2 separate regions of the Triticum aestivum genome follow, and region 1 is linked to region 2. Evidence: chromatin contacts called from public Hi-C data. All regions are on one chromosome and are shown on one strand. Each heading gives the region's core, a stretch centred on a gene start, on an enhancer-like site or on the middle of the called end of the contact. The rest is flanking DNA. Distances are from core to core; before and after follow the strand shown.

Region 1 (2,700 bases), core at 97-2,596, 160 kb after region 2:
ATGGCAATATCCAGCATAAAAGCCTAACAAGCTGTCAATTTTACTTTATTATCTAATTAAACTTAGGAATAATTATGCATTATAGTAGAATTTATTCATAAACTTGTCCATCATTGACTTGTTGTATATTGCAACTTGATTATTTTGTGTCACTTAGCTATTCACTTATTTTCTTTAAATAATATATCACTATTATTCGTACCTGTTTCGAATCAAGTAAGCATCTGATATATATTTGTATATTGGAGCAACATTCGATCCGCATATGTATTCGTATTCGTATTTGTTTAGGAAATATTCTATAACACTAAGCTCCCTAGTTTTAAAGAGCCCACATTCAATTGAGGTCTTCAATTAGAATTGGGTCACCTGATTTTTGGCCGGGTCAACAATTTCTCAAAGCTCTCTCATTCAATTTTTTAACATTATACAATATGCTTCCTAATTTTTATGGCCTCACAATTAATTGAAGCATTCAATTTAGAATTGGGTCAACCAATTTTGACCGGGTTAACTCTTTCTCAAGCCCTCATATTCAATTCTTTTAATTCACTATGTTCGCTAATTTTGAAGCTCTTTCATTCAATTGACGTATTCAATTTTGGATTTGGTTTACGATTTTGAATGGGACAACGATTTTGCAAATCAATCAGCAACAACCGTTCTATAAAAACATATCAATCCCGTGCACCCTCCCACCACCTAGAAAAAAGAAGCACCACCATGTGATATTGTAGAACCAATATAGTAGTACATGTGACCACTGATACGGAAAATACTAACACAAACATGTTATGGAAGATACCCGGATATATTTGAAAAATACAAACACAAACATGGTACGGAACTTTAACACAAATATGAACATGGAAGTGGATATGTCTGTATCCCGATAAAATTTCACGAGCTAATTTAAGCAATTCTAGTTCAATATGCCAATATCCAACATAATAGCCTAACAAGTTGTCAATTTTACTTTATTATCTGATTAAACTTAGGAATAGTTATGCATTATAGTAGAATTTATTCATAAACCTGTCCATCATTGACTTGTTGTATATTGCAATTTGATTATTTTGTGTCACATAGCTATTGACTTATTTTCTTTAAATGATATATCGCTATTATTCATATCCTTTTCGAATCAAGTAAACATCCGATACATATTCATATATTGGAGTAACATTCGATACGCATACGTATTCGTATTCGTATTTGTTTAGAAAAAAATATGAAAAGTGAAGTGGCGAGCCAATCAAGGCCGCTTCTGGGCTATTGTACTTTCGTGCGGACTGATTACGGCAGGCCCGGCCCGCCCCAGGAGTCCTCTGTCCCCTCCATCATCTCCGTCTACAACACTTCTCCGTCCGTCTCCTTCTCCGCCCGCACGCCACCTCCTCGCCGCGTTCCCCCCGAAAAAAAAGAAAACCTCCTCGCCGGCCGGACCTCTCCGTGCCCCTCGATTTCCCACCTCCGCTCGCCGGCCGTCCATGGCGGCGGCGGCCGTCGGCATCAGCAGGACCAGCGCGGCGGGGGCGGGAAGCACCAACAGCAGCGAGTTCCGCTTCTTCCTGTCCTGCGACATCAGCCTCCCCCTCACCTTCCGCGTCCTCCAGGCCCCCATCCCGCCCCCCGCTCAAGGCGCTCACTCGCACTCCCTCCCCTGCCCCCTCTCCCCTCATCCCCAAATCTCTCTTGTGTTCACTTCTGACCTTTCTTCTCTGCTTCCTGGCAGATGGTCTCGACAAGAAGGTCTCGGAGCTCTTCGTCGAGTGCAAGCTCTACATCGACGGCATCCAGTTCGGCCTTCCCGTCAACACAAGGTACTCTCGCTCTGTCCCGTCTCTCCTATGATTTGTATGTACTTGACTAGATGATCTCCAGAAACCCGTGGATGAATAAAATTTGTTAAATGTGAAGTTGGAATCTAAGATAAATTCTCCTGGAATAAATTTGGTAAACTGAAATAGCCAAGGCCCGTAAAATAGCCAAGGTGTTCAGAAAGCACAAATGAAAAATCAGTATGCTATGCCTAGATAGCACAGCTGAAGACAGCCGTGTTGAAGTAAATGGAACGGGGAATAATTTTACTTTTGCCTAATTATGATGCAAGCTCATTAAGCAAAACTTGGACGATTCCATCTGTCAGTAATGGGAAGTGTTGATTCAGAACAGCACAATTTGGAAGCTGCAAATTCAATCTTTTAAGCTAAAAAATTCGCACGAAAAAAGTTCTTTTAATCTAAAAAGGGAGTTAATAAAAGATTTACTGGGAAGTGACAAAAGCATTGGAGCGATTGCACACTGAAGCGTGCTAAAAGTACATCTAGAGGTCACTCAGGAGAGAATTTCACACCTTAAATTTTTTAATTAACTTGTGATTTCTCCTTCCTAGATGTAGGCATAAAAAACATAAGGTAATTATGTGAGGATGGATAAATGAATAAATTTCAGGCAATAAAAAGTGTTTCAATAATGGTGAGCAGTAAGCATATTTAGTAAAAACAATTAAAAGGATTTGGAATGGCATACATTTCATACAGTATTGAAGAGGACAGCAGCCAGCAGGTTAGGTTACTGTTGTACTGTAGCAACCCAGAAACTACAGATCTAATATGATATCGTCATTATTCCGTTACTTACCAACCAGAAGTATGCAATTACCTCTTATTCACATCGCCACCATTAGTAACTTCTTGT
Region 2 (2,700 bases), core at 125-2,624:
CGCATATTGGGCGTGACAGTGTAGCCCTATATGTAGTTTGTTTGAGCTACATTTGATATTAACTAGTCTCAAATGTATTATGTAGGATGTTTGAAAATGGTAAGTACCTTGGCCTTGATGATGCCTATGAAGCGAAGTACCGTGCAAGGCTCGTGGAAAGAGCGCAGATAATTATCTCTATTGTTGGAATATTATTATTGTTTATAAGTTGAAAGGAAGCAGTAAGTTATCCATTCGCTTTTTTAGGTTCCTCCACTTATTCATTTGAGGGGCCACAATCCTAATGAAGCCCGGTATATGGCAGACGATATGAGCCCTATTTCAGAAGATTGGATATTCTCTCATTCACCCTCAACTTTAAAGGCTCACAACCCCTTATGAACTCCATGGCCATTACAACCCTTTTGGACCGTTCGAGGCCGAAAACGTACCCTTTCCACCCGCCCCTTGGCATGATGACAATCACTTTGTAAGATTTTGCGATGATCACTGCCCTTTCGATCGAGGCCAGGGCTCTTACTGGGAAGATGAAGTCTGAGGGGTGGCGACGATGGATGGCAGGATTGATTGGTGTTGAACTTGACCCATGGACTCATGAAACCCAAAAGGATCCTACGCCATCTAGTGTAATGGGCCCGTGGCTACGAGGACATTTTTGGCCGTGCCTGGAGAATGTTGGTGAGGCGACTTTGGTCATGTTTTCAAATGGCACAGGGGACACCGCCTCCTGGATGTACTTGGATGCACTACGTGACTGGACCAGAAGTGGAGTGCCACATGTGACTGGCGAAGATGCGATCGCGGTCAGACATGATCGACTTTGGCACCCCATGCATCTTGACCACCAAATCCAAGAAGTTTGAGAAACTTGTTGCGCGTGTCAGAGAGGAACAAAATGTGTTGTCTTGGTGAAGCGGTCGACCACGACGATGATCATGTTGAAGCCGTCGGACTTGGGCAAACCTTGGACGAAGTCCATAGTGAGGTCGGTCCATGGCTCTTCCGGCACTGGCAAGGATTGGAGGAGGCTTGCTGGTTTGGTGTGCTCGAACTTAGCATGTTGGCAAACAAAGCACCGGCGAACAAAATTGTAAGCACACAGAGCCCACGACACCATATCCTTCGCGCCAGACGTGGCGCGGCGGTGAGGACGACTGTTCTATGCGGCTATGCCGGCTGTGCAGCGGTGACGCCGGCTCCTCCTTCTCGGCATCCAATTTAGACGCCGACTCCACCTTCCCGGCATCATGAGCTCCATTCGCCGCTGTTTTTTTTTTTTTGAGTGGGAACATCGCCGCTCCGCGTACAGGCGCACCCGTGCTGTTCCACAAGCCTGACCTGGACTGGCCCAAGCCCAACCCAGCCCACCTGCACGCGTACTTCATCTCACCCCTCTCCCCGTCGTCTCGCACTGTCGCACCCGTGCACCACCACCACCACCCCACCACCACCAAAGGGGAACGAGCGCCGCCGAGCGAGCACGCCCGCCTCCCCCCACCGGAGCACGCGCGCCACCCCGAAATCCCCTCTCGCATCCGTCGGGCGGTCTCCTCCCCGTGCTCCTCCACTTTTCTGGAATGGCGTCGAGCGGTGACGCAGCCGGAGTTGTCGGTAAGCCCTAGCTCGCCCAAACCTCTCCTGCTACTTTCTCCTCCCAGTCAGCCAGCCGCCAAGCCCCAAATCTCCCCGTATGCGACCGATACGATGCTCCAATCCGTCCAATCAGTCGCGGATTTGCTCTCTGGTGCCGTGGATCCGTTCCCGTCCATACATCCATGGTTCGAATCTGGTCTTCTCCGGCTCGTCCGTGGGGGGAGAGGTCACCCCCCTGCTCAAGTGCGTGTGTTAGGGTCTGGACTACTGCTGCGAATGACAGTTTCTTAAATTTAGCAAAAACTGGGGTTCAGCTCAGCTCAGTTCATTCAATTCCCGGGACTCGTGTTTAGGTCGTCGCGTTCATGCTTCATGGTAGTGTAAGTTACTGAAGAATTTAGGAAGAATTGATGAGCTGGCATCCGTTGCCGCCTGCCTTCCAGCGACGTCTTGGCTGCAGGGCCCTGGCACATTAGGCAACAGATAATGTTCCGATGGCGAGGCAACTACGAGGAAGTGGTCTTTCGTAGGTTGCGGTACGATATGGTGCAGGAAGCACTGCACCTGAGCCATACTGTTGCCCCCATGTCACTAGCATGACGACGCTGTGTTGCTTGTTTGAATGAAGATACCATGAAACTGGAGTCCATAGCTGTTGGTAATCTGTATGATCTATGATGGAGTAGGAATCGTCAAATTTTATCTATCCAGAAGATAGGATGAATGTAACGAATTTGCTGCTGGTGCCGGTATTTTAGTAAAATGCATTACATGGACTAGCTTTGTGCAGAGTGGTGGTAGATAGGGCACTATCATAGGGATGCAAGCAGCGAGCCACTTATCCTGCAAAACTCGGCAATAGTTCGCCGCTCACCACAAAATTGACACTAGCATGTATACTATGATACTGGCTGTGAACACGGCCCACTTACATCCTTAGACTATCAGCTCTTCATCTAGTCCAGAGGATTGCTACAGCTGAATACTTGGGGTTAATGTGTTCCCCATCTATGCTTATTTGTTGTCATGACATAAAATAGTTTGTTGGCAGCTGGTCACTTTGTTCTGGGAAATTCACTATGCCAGTCTGCAAGGTGTATATTTATA

What was found. Hi-C and Micro-C count contacts between places; a contact is called where the count stands out from the background.
Region 1: a contact with region 2 is called in a Hi-C map of leaf, with 9 times the contacts expected there. The contact joins the promoter of LOC123119462 here to the promoter of LOC123119458 in region 2. A contact is called at or near these places in 3 of 5 Hi-C or Micro-C datasets (leaf and an unstated tissue).

The regions. Positions count from the first base shown.
Region 1 is chr5D:61,248,908-61,251,607 of IWGSC CS RefSeq v2.1, forward strand. It overlaps LOC123119462 (phosphatidylinositol 3-kinase, root isoform), which reads left to right and starts at 1,347. Exons shown (of 18, transcript XM_044539267.1): 1 at 1,347-1,641; 2 at 1,736-1,823. The coding sequence starts at 1,491.
Region 2 is chr5D:61,088,808-61,091,507 of IWGSC CS RefSeq v2.1, forward strand. LOC123119458 (ubiquitin-conjugating enzyme E2 variant 1C) reads left to right here and starts at 1,375. Exons shown (of 4, transcript XM_044539264.1): 1 at 1,375-1,611. The coding sequence starts at 1,578.